Regions from separate parts of the Mus musculus genome. Here region 2 is linked to region 1. A link is a contact called in public promoter capture Hi-C data. All regions are on one chromosome and are shown on one strand. Each heading gives the region's core, a stretch centred on a gene start, on an enhancer-like site or on the middle of the called end of the contact. The rest is flanking DNA. Distances are from core to core; before and after follow the strand shown.

The links. Capture Hi-C pulls out chosen DNA fragments and counts their contacts.
Region 2: a contact with region 1 is called in a promoter capture Hi-C map of adipose tissue, with 3 times the contacts expected there. The contact joins the promoter of Sdhaf3 here to the promoter of Casd1 in region 1. A contact is called at or near these places in 1 of 39 promoter capture datasets (liver) and 2 of 9 other capture datasets (adipose tissue and liver).

What each region holds. Positions count from the first base shown.
Region 1 is chr6:4,598,390-4,604,004 of GRCm38.p6, reverse strand. Casd1 (CAS1 domain containing 1) reads right to left here and starts at 3,094. Exons shown (of 18, transcript NM_145398.4): 1 at 2,704-3,094. The coding sequence starts at 2,836.
Region 2 is chr6:6,952,800-6,958,414 of GRCm38.p6, reverse strand. Sdhaf3 (succinate dehydrogenase complex assembly factor 3) reads right to left here and starts at 2,397. Exons shown (of 2, transcript NM_001077713.1): 1 at 2,215-2,397. The coding sequence starts at 2,388.

The sequences.
Region 1 (5,615 bases), core at 1,845-4,344:
GTGAAGCATTAAAAGAGAGAGAGAGAGAGAGAGAGAGAGAGAGAGAGAGAGAGTGAGTCCTGGAATATTTTCTTTCAAGAGAAGAGAGAATTTTGTAGGCAGAGAAAAGCAGGAAAAGCAAAAGTGTTTGTACACTGTAAGCTCAATGCTTAGGAAGATTGACAGGGAAGCCAGGTACCAAAAGAATGCCATGGTTTTAAGTTCTATACGCGTGACCTCTAGAAAATCATCTCTTGGTCTGAAAGCAAATGGGACGATGCTCTGCTTCTAGTAAATCAGTAGTTCTAAAGTATCGAGCACTAGTGATGAAGTTCATCTCTCAGAGCTTCCACCCAGCTCTAAGAAAGGCAGTCTGTAACACAATGGCACCAGGCAAGCTGACTGGTACTAAATCATAGCTCAGCCACTGACTAGCTGTATGTTCTCAGGCAATTTGCTTAACCTTTCTGGCTTCATCTTTAAAATGTAAATAATTCTCTAATTCACTGAATCTAAGACACATCATTATTTTTTCATACAGGAAAAAAATGTTACCAATTAAACTTTGACATGCAATCAAAGTTTTAAAGACTCTTCTTGATTACAGAAATGTTAAGGGGTGGGGGGATGAAACACCGTACCTCCTAGAGGCTCTAAAGACAGAATGAATTACGAAAAGCCCTTAAACACTGCCTGCATACAGTAAGTGCTCAATCTAATGCACGGTTTTGGGAAGCTTTACTTTCTAATAATTCTTTGAAGTGGAGTAATTTTCAAAGCAAGAGGTGTGTGTGTGTGTGTGTGTGTGTGCATTTGATGCATGTTCATACTCACACACCCAAGATCTTAGCATTTCATGTCCTTTCCACTGTTCGTCTAAGAAACTCCATTCTTGTTCCAAATGATTCTATGTGAATCAAGCATATATGCATATCTGCGAAAGGCACTGCACCTGACATGGTTTGACACTGCCAGGGCAAAAATGTTCCTGGTAAGATGTTTAGTTTCTCCTGCACAGACTCTGGTTCAAGTTCCTGATATTCAATCTGGACAAGCACATATGACAGGTGTACTGCTTCACACTCAAGGCACTGAAGCACCTTTGGAAACTCACAAGTCCCTTCTGGAGGAGGCTTTACAACCTGACTCATAAGGCCCCATCTGACATTCTATTTTCCTCCCGATGATGACAGACCTTGGCAAGATGCAAAATATAACCTAAATTTAAAAATTAGTATTCCACAAGCTTAGCAAAAGACAAGAAGCACAATAAAAAGACAAGCAGGCAGGGCACAGTAGGTTTACATTTGGGACAACATTGTAGTCATAAACTTTAGCTCCATTGACATCACAAACACAAAGTTGAATTAGATGACAGTCATCTCATATCAAACTAGCATAAAAAGATTAATCACATTTAAAAGAAACATGTTCTCTGAGTTATCAACAGTTGGTTCATCAGTACTGCTAATTGTGTTGTATATATGAAAATGTAGGCTTTCTTGATGTCAGCAGTAAGAAGCCAAGGCTCTGATAGGTCATCTGCTATGAATCTGTAGAGGACTGGAGAATTAGCCATAAGGATCTTTTTTAATTCAATTAAGCTATTTGTAAGATAATATATTTAAAAGATACAGCTATGATACTAAAGTTTAAGATCTGGAAAACTCAAGAGTAGGTAGAAACAAACCATCAAGTTTGACCAAAATGGCCTCCACTTTGAGAGATCATGTGAAATGGGAATACAGCCGAGACTCTAGTACTCTCGTGACTGGGCTGTACAGTATAAATGGGCCCAGCGCTAATGTGCACGTGGCTGTCACATTTGTCTAATTATCTCACAGTCACCAAGAGCTGTCCATATAATGACTTTTAGGATACCAAAGGTCAAAACCAAAAGATCCTATCATTATAATTTCCCTCCTACTGTCAGTGACTGTCCTGGTGGCATTTATCGTAAGGAAAGGGGAAAAAAAATCAATCAAAAAAACAAGCAAATATCCCTTGACAACTGAAGGATAATTCCTTCTGAGAAGAGTTCATTGGTTCCTTTCCAGCTTTCCACCAGTATGTAAACCCATATTGAAGGCCAGCTTTCAAAAGGCTTAACTATTTGCTTCGCCCGCTCACGTCTAGTCCGGTCAACTCCTTAACTCCTTTAAGAAACAAACAAAAACCAAAATCCTGCCTCAGTGTCTTTATTTGTAAAAACAAAAACAAAAACTGTGCAACCCAAACTCTTGAAAAGTGTTTGAAAGGCTGGTGGCACCTCCTCCACGGGAGGGAGGTGGGCCATGGGCATCTTTAGCCACACTGGCCCTTTTGGCAAAAGTAAGCAGGGCGGCCCAAGCCGCTGTCCAACCGTTGGGCCCTGAAGTGGCAGGGCAGGAGGCAGACCCCACGGGCGCACCGTGTGCGACCCCAGCATCCGGGAGGCGGTGCCGCCAGGGCTGCCCCCGGGGGCCCCTGGTTCGACCTCCTGCACCGGGGCGCGGGGCCGGGCGCGCCTCCGGAGCCCCGCTCCAGCAGGAGGTGGCCCCGAGAGCGGGAGGCTGGGGGCAGGGGCCCGCAGGGGTCGGCCCGGGCACGTGGGGCGCCGCGGGGCCGCGGGAGGCCGCCGGCGCGTGGGCGTGCTGCGGCGGGGGGCGGCCTCCCGCGCTCGGGGCCGCGGCGCCGCCTCCCCCCGGGCCGAGCCGGCCCGGGCCGGGGGGAGGGCCGGCTCACCTCGGTAGCGGCGGGACGCGAGGTGGCACGCTGCGAGCAGCAGCACGGCCACCAGCGCCAGCACCTTGGCGCTCCTCACGCTGAAGTAGTGGTTGATCTCCCGCTTGCCCAGGTTGTAGGCCAGAGCCGCCATCTTGGTTCCTCCATGACAACAGTGCGCGGCGGAGCGGGGAAGGGGCGCCGCGCAGGGGCAGCACTGGGGCGGCGGGCGCCGTAGCCAGCCGAGAAGCGGCCGCCAGCTCCCTTGCCCGTCGCCCGAACCGCGGGCCGAGGGGTCCGAGCCTGCGGCCTCCGTGCCGCCGGCCTTCCCCGTGCCCTCGTCGGCCTCCCCCCAACCCCGCCGCCGTTGCTCAGCCGTGCCGGTGCCCCAGGCGCCCTGGCCGCCTGTCTCCTCCCCTTCCTCCTCCCTGGTAGCCTCCTGCCTTAATAGCGGCTGCGCCTGTGACGGGGGTCCGGATGCCCGGGGCTCCGGGGTCACCGGGCCCAGACGGGCCTCCGGGGTCACCGGGTCACTGGCGGCAGCGGGCGGCGACGGCTGCACAGGCATGGTGACTGTATGGGTGTTGGGGGGGCAGAGGGCCAGGGCCTGCAGCCCGGCCCAGATGTCAGCTCCGGGGCTATGCCCAAGTGGACTGGCAGCTACCTGAGCCCAGGTTAGGGCAATAGAACTACTGTTCCGGGAAAAAAAAGTACACTCCCTGCTTCCCCCATCACACCCTTTCTGGACTTTCTACTCTCTGCTCTCCCACGGTCGTGGGGCCTTAACGGCAGGCCACCCACGACCTGTCTGGCAAGTTCCTCTGCACCTAAGATGCTGGCCAGGTGTTGGGGTGGCTGTAAATCCGAACACCCAACTCAAGTGTAAGGCCCATGTTCACCGTTTAATACTCAACTGCCCAATGTGCTGTTTGTCCAGTTGCAGTGGGTGTAGATGCATCCTGTACAGTGTGTCTAAGTTGGTGTGGATGTCAGTATAAGAGCCCCTTTCTCCTTTATGTTTACACAATATCTTTGTTGACACTAAGGTTGGCCAGGGTAGCAGATTGGTTGCCTGTGGCAATCCTTAAACTTGGTTAATGTTTTGTGATTATCAATAGACCCAGCACTCTGTGTGTCCTTTGAAAAGCATTCTTATTCATACCCTTGGTCTTGAGTTGCCTTGTAGACAAGAATGGCTATTTGCATGTTGTGGTTAGAACAAGTAAGTCATTGTTGAGTTGGAGGTGTTGGCAAGTCTTCTTTACAACTTTTAGCCAACCCCAACCTTGTGCTTCCAGACCCTTCTCAACATTCTCGAATGTTAGAGAAAAGGGACTTAGAGATCCTGTCGAGTCACTCCCATCCTCTCCACTGAAGGATTTTTAAAATTATGTTTCCAGCCACAATCATCATATGATGATGAAAGATTCTTGTCGCTTAAATGAAATCACATACATCACTGTCATAGATATAATGCTAATAAGCAATAAAGTTAAATAAGTGTACAAACACTTAGGCACTGTTCCCTGCAAGTGGTCGCTTAATTTTGGCTCTTTCTTCTGATCTGAGGCTGATCACATGCTGGCAGAATTGAATCAGATACGACAACAACCAGATAACTGGGCTAACAATATGTGGCCTGCCAATCACATCCTAGACACATACTATGATGTCATCAACACCAAATTAGAATTTCTGATCCACCTTCAATAACCAGAGCTAACCCCCAGGGTTGGCCTAATGCTAGCCAAAAATAAAGAAACCTGACGTTGTACTTAGTTGTGCTTCCCAGAAGGCTTTCTGAGATACTGGGAAAATCTGGGAACCCCTTTGTCCTTTCCTCTGTGTTAAAGTTAACCCCTCTACCTATTTCTGCTTTTCCTGGTAGATATCTCCACATAAGATGGCCCTTTCCTGTGGCATCTATAAATGGTCCCTCTCTTAGCTGATGCCTTTCCACTGATAAATGTCCCTTTTTAATTAAAACCACCACTAGATTCTGTGTTCCAAGTTATTTGCTTCTTTGTTTCTTTTAGAAGGAGTAGCTACTTGAAATTTTCACTTGCTTGGTTCCCATTCTGTCCTGAAGAACTGAATGGTTCTTTGCTGGTGGTATGGGTATTTCTTGTTAAATCCAAAGGACTCTCCTCTTTCTCTCTCTCCCTCTCCGGCCCTCTTCCCCCCTCCCCCTCCCCTCCCCCTCCCTCTCTCCCTCTCTCCCTCTCTGCCTCTCTGCCTCTCTCCCTCTCTCCCTCTCTTCTCCCTCTCTCTCTCTCCCCCTCTTCTCCCTCTCCCTCTTCTCCCTCTCTGCCTCTCTCCCTCTCTCCCTCTCCTCTCCCTCTCTCCCCCTCTCTCTCCCTCTCTCTCCCTCTCCCTCTCTTTGTCCCTCTCTTTCTCTTTACCTTCTTTACTTTCTGATATTTTTTGTAGGTTCAAATGCTGTTGAATTTTCTGTTATTTGGTGTTTGTCTATCAAGTTTTTTTCCTTCTCTAGTCTTGTTTTTTGCCTCTTCTTCAGAGCACTAGCCAGGTGCCAGTTATCAGGCTGCTTCTAGTGGTTCCTGGCAGAGCCATCCTCACCATCAGATAGGTCCCCGTCCTCTTTAAGGGATCAGTTACCTTCTGTACACACACACACACACACACACACACACACACAACTGTGTCAGGCCATATTCATGTGTTTATACTGTACCTATAGAGCTACCCTCTGCTTCTCCCCAGTAGGACAGTTTTTGGTTAGCAATTGTTGGCATTTCAGATTTCAAATTATCTGTGGTCTTTTGCTATCTACGTCTAACCTACAAATCTCAACTTTATACATGATTATCCAAGCCAATGTTTACACTGTCTTCAGTCTCTTCTAAATAGTTCTCAAGTCTATTGCTCACCCCTCCCTCCATCTCCTAGAGTTTGCTTTAGTTAAATGTATC
Region 2 (5,615 bases), core at 1,148-3,647, 2.4 Mb before region 1:
AGTGACAGAAGAGCACTTCTCAAAAAAGCGTCAAGGAAAGACTGAACAACTGTCACTGAGCTCCAGGACATCAAAGAGGGCAAAAAAGAATGATCCCAGCACTCGGGAAGCAGAGGCAGGCGGATTTCTGAGTTCGAGCCCAGTCTGGTCTATAAAGTGAGTTCCAGGACAGCCAGGGCTATACGGAGAAACCCTGTCTCGAAAAACAAACAAACAAATAAACAAAAAAAGCCAAGTGCAGAGTGGGATCCAGCTCTGATCCTGAAACCGAGACGGGATAGTCTTGAAAGCAGCAGCATGGTGTGAAGTAAGTCCTGTAATGAAAAGTTCCCGAGCAATGGTAACTTTCTACATTTTGATAAATGTTCTGGTTATATATTAACAAAGGGGGAAGCAGAGTATTGAATGTATGTGAACTCTAAATTGTCTTTGCAACTCTACTGTAAGTCTAAAGCTATTTTAAAATATTTTTTAAAAAAGTGATATTGCTGTCACTAAGCCTCCTGTGATCATCAACACATTTCCCAGTTTTCTCGTATCCTTTCCTTCAGCTTTTTATAAACTTATTCTAAGTTCTATCCTTTCCTACATTTTCCTTAAACTTTCTAGTCCTTAGACTTTAGGACTTTCAAACTAGAAGTCTTTCTTCTCAGCACAGATAAAGTCTTCCTGTCTGGCTTCAAACTTACTTAATAGACATGACTTTACAAACACTTATTATAGCTTTGATATGATTAACAATATAAATAGTACTTTTTAAATATACTAGCATTATCCATTGCAGATCTCTGAGTTGCAGGCCAGCCTGGTCCACAGATTGAGTTCCAGGACAGCCAAGAACACAGGAAAACACTGACTCAAACAAACTGAATAAAATAAAGTAATAAATACACTAACATTGAGATGCCTGTTGTAAATACCGTTATTTTACAGACCGAAAGACTAGAAAAATTAACTGATGTAATGTTTAGTAAATGCTGAGGTCTGAATTTAAATCTAGTTTTCTGATTTCAATACCAACTACATATTTAAAGAAAGTGTTTTGCATTTAAAAATATTAAACCTCCCCAGCTCCTGGCAACCAAATTATATCTAATAAACCAAGACTTTTAAGAAAGTTATACATTTCATTATTATAAAGTTCTCTCTTCAATAATTCTACAATCAAGAATTATAGAATTCAATGAAAATGCTTTTCCCTAGCCTAATCTTTATGTTGTTTTAAAGGTAAATATCACTTCAGCCACTATCAGCATGAAAAATCTTTTTTACTTTACCAGAGCAGTTTCTTTAAAATACCTAGATGCACTCTAGAAATGCCCAACTCCTTTCACCTCCTGATATTTTCAAGATGGGAGGAGATCCTGCAAGACTCTTCAGCATCATGCAATACTCTTTCTCCCCCTTCATTCTTAAGAGAAAAAAAAAAAAAAAAAAGGTATTAGGGTCGTGGAGATGGCTCACTGAGAAAGGTGTCTGCTGCCAAGCTGTGCAGCCCGCGGTTTGATCCCCAGGAGCCATGTGGTGGAAGGAGAGACCATTCCCTTGGGTTAGCCTCTGACCTCCAGCACACACACACACACACACACACACCCGTATACACACAAATAAATAAATATGTACCTAAAATAAATAATAAGAAAGAAAAGAGAAAAGTCAAACACTGAATCCAAACGCGTGCCCCCGCCAGCATTACCCCTTTAACAAATTGCAATCCTTAGGTCTTTTCTAGGTTATATAATTTATCTGTCAAGTGGAAAGCTTACTAAGGCCCTACAATTACAAATTAACAAATGATCGAAATGATCTAATTCTGGCAGCTAAGTAATGACATCATGTTAATTACACGGCTGTCACCTAAACAGCCTAAAGGCAACGCAAAGGACAAACGCCGACGAACTTTTGGAGCACTAAACAGTCAGGAGTGCAGTAACGTCTGAGACACGCCACCCTTCTCTCTCCAGCACCTGGCACCCTCAGCACTCTCAGAAAGTTCTTCTGAATGCGGGGGAAACTGCTCAAGCACAGAGCCTGTGCGGGAAGCTGGGGGATTCGCGACGGAGCTTGAAAGAAGTGCTGTTTGACCACTTTAGTCTGTCTATTCCAGACGCCCTGTTTGGCCGTGCACGGACCCTGGGAAGCAGCTAGGAAGGTGGGGTCTGAACTGAAAACCCAAGGTCCGGGACGAGGGGGCGGGGAGGGGGCGTCACTTGCCTCCCATTCCTTCAAGAATCGCTGGGCCTCGCCAGGACCAACAGTCTTATGTCTCCTAAATTCGTCCTTCACGTACTGGTCACCCAGGGCTTTGAGGTCCGGGGGCAGAGCCCGATGTAGCAGCAAGATTCGCCTATATAAAGCCCGGACTCTCGAGACATGCTTCCCCGGCATCGCGCCGCGCCTGCGCAGAAGGTGGGCGTAGCTCCGCCCCCGCTAGGAAGTCGCCTATGGGTGAACCCCAAAGCGGGCGGAAGAGAGCGCGCGACCTTCATCCGGTTTGGTCCGTCATAGAATCTTGTCCTTCCGGAAACCCGGATTTGGGGCGGGCGGACAGAAACGCTCTGCCAAAGGCGCGGCTGTTGAGGAGTAGTTGTAATTTCTTGAGTTTCCTAGAGAGGTGCTGCTGTGTAAGACAAAAAGTCTTGTGTGAGCGACTTGTTACCTTCAGAGTTAACTCATCTTCTCCATTTGCTAGTTTCTTCTTATTAAATATTTGAGAAAGACTTCATCGAACTGAAGTCTTCTCCAGAAAGCCTTGCGTGGTTAATCCAAAGTGTTATGGCTTCTGAAATAGTGTGGCATTCGCCGGTCCCTCGCAACAGCCCTCGTCCTTTGCAGTGCTGTACTTGGAGTTTATGCAGTAGGCATAGCTTCTTCCAGGTAGTTATCACAAGTGAGCCCTGAAGGGCAGACTTTGTTGGTCTAGGTCAAGTGCACTATGAAAGAATCTTGGGAGTTATTTTATGTGTATTTTTTTTCCAAGACCAAGATTCTGAGAATTTTTATTAAACAATGTGAGATGAAAATGTGAGACCCTGACTTAGAGCGTTTCTCCCTGGAAGATAAAGCCCCTGGATGTTTCCCAAGCTTGTTTTCCCTGATCTTTAAAAAATACAGCTAGAAAGAAGCTCTTTGTTCTCTATAGCCAGCAAAAAGCCTTTTTGTTTCTATACTGTACAACCAGAGATGCCTGCCTTCCTGTGCCAAGGACACAGAGATAAAAATTCAGAAAGAACTCACTCCCCACTCCTGCCTTGTAAATTTCACCAAGGACACCCGGAAGAGAAGAACTCTTCCCAAGTCCTCCCAACTCTCCTCCCAACTCCTCCCAAGTCTCCTCCCAACTCCTCCTAACTCCTCAGCTAGCTGTTAAAAGCTCCCTACTGTCACCGGGTCGAACTCCCCTGCCCTGCACCAGCAAAGGGACTTCATCCTCAGCTAGCTGATAATAAAACCTCTTGCAGTTTGCATCAGGTATGGTTTTCTCTCAGGACGTTGGGGTGTTGGCCAGCTCACCTGGGGACTTGCAGAGGCCCAGCATCGGGGGTCTTACAAAAACAAGAAATCTAGATGTTCACAAGTCCAAACTTGTGTAGAGGTGGGGAAAAAAAAAGTAACTATTTCAAAAGCTGATAGCTTCTTGTCCTTATTCTTTCGTTCCAATTAAATTTTAATCCTTCAGCAAATCCTAATAGCTCCACCACCAAAATCATGCAGGAATCAAACATTATTTCCATCACACCCTGTACCATAATTATCTCTTTCTACTGGATAGCTACCGTATCTGTGTTCTTGCCTCTGGCCATGTTGAACTTCAGTTATGATCTACCCAGGCTGTAATTAGATAACATCGTTCCTCTGCTTAACAAATCCTCAGTAGCACTCTGTTATTGAACAACTCAAAGTCTCTCTACCTCTAGAATTTAAATGTTCTATTTATTCACTCCCTAGTAAGTCAGTTCCACTCACACTGGCCTCCATCTTTGAACTCCTTCACTTCCAACCGGAAACCTTGTTTGGAGCACTTCCGGGGGCTGGTAGGAGGCATCACTTGCCAGAACCAGTGTGTCGGCTCACTGTCGTGTGACCTTTCCCAACAGCCTTGTTTGAAACTAACATAACCAAGCCAAACCTCCCATGGTGCTCCTGCTTTTGTTGTTTTTTCTTTTTTGTCTTCATAATACTCAGCAGGCCGTACTTTGCTTAGTTACTGATTCTAGCTTCTGACAAGAATACTTAGGGGAAGGCGTTTTTCAGGAGGAGGGAGTGTTTCCCACCGGTCTGGCTGTGCTCTAGACATGTAATAACCACATTACTGTTGCATTGGTGCAGAGCGTTTATTAGTGGTGTTGAGCACATCAGGATTTGCATGTTGGTAAAACACAAGAGGGCAAGAATGTGTGCAGTTGTCTCACAAACATAGGATTTCTGTCTGTGTAACAATTATGAAATCAAAAAAGACAATAGCCTACAATGTTTTTTGCTCATTTCGAGGTCTCACTACTGTACAGCACAAAATAAGAAGCACTCCAGTATTTATGCCCTTGAATAGAGTTTTTCCTTTAACTTTAAGGAAATTACTTGCCTAAAATACTATCTTAATAAATTTAATTTGGTATCATGACAAATCACATTAATGGCAAGGATTGAAGAGCAGTGTGGTTATTTTATTTCAGGGCATCTTTGCTACCAAATTTCATCTGTTAATATCCTTGAAAATTGAAAATTATTTTATTCTAGTTTGCTTTTTTTTTCTGGTTTCTCTTCAGGTTAAATTAACAAGTATAATAAATCCTTCTTTCAGAGCCAAAGCTCCTTATTAAAATGTGGAAAAAAACATCCTGCCAACGAACTAATAAAAGAATTGATTCAGCCTAAAAGGAACAAAAAAAAAAAAAAAAACCCACAAGGCACTAGCAAATCAATGATGGAAATGGAGTTGATGGACCAGACAGACAGATTCTAATATACAGTGGCATGATTAGACCTTGAAGAAAGAAGGCAAGTCATGATAGGGCAGATGAGCTTTGTTCCCCACACCACACACACTATGAGCAATGCACTATTAGGAGGATGAAACTTTATGTTTCTCTGACTTTTCAACTCAGCTTTCCTCTTGTGGTCAAAGTATCCATCAACTGAAAATAAGGTTTGAGTTGAATTCCTGGCTATTGATTCAGAATTGTCACACTTTGTTTTGACCACAAGAGGAATATTAGAATTGGAAGGTCATAGAAACAGGAAGGGTTTGTGCAGATCCCCTCCAACACACTAAGGTGGAAGAAGCAGGTAGAAATCTGTTTGACAAGCAGAGAGGTGTTTTGGCTGAAAAGAAATAAAAATGATGAACAAGGAAAACAGCCAAAAATAAACACACAAGATGCAGATAAAAACACCTGCTTATGGCATGCTGAATCAATATGTTATACTCCAATATTCATAATGAAATGTAAAAAACAGGTCTTGCTATCAATATCAACCCATTTTTCCAGGGCTGAAAAGATGGCGCAACAGTTTAGAGCACTGGTTGCTCTTATAGAGAATCTGGAGTCAGTTCCCAGCACCCACATAGCAGTTCACAAACATCCATTATTGCAATTCCAGCGGATCCACCTCTC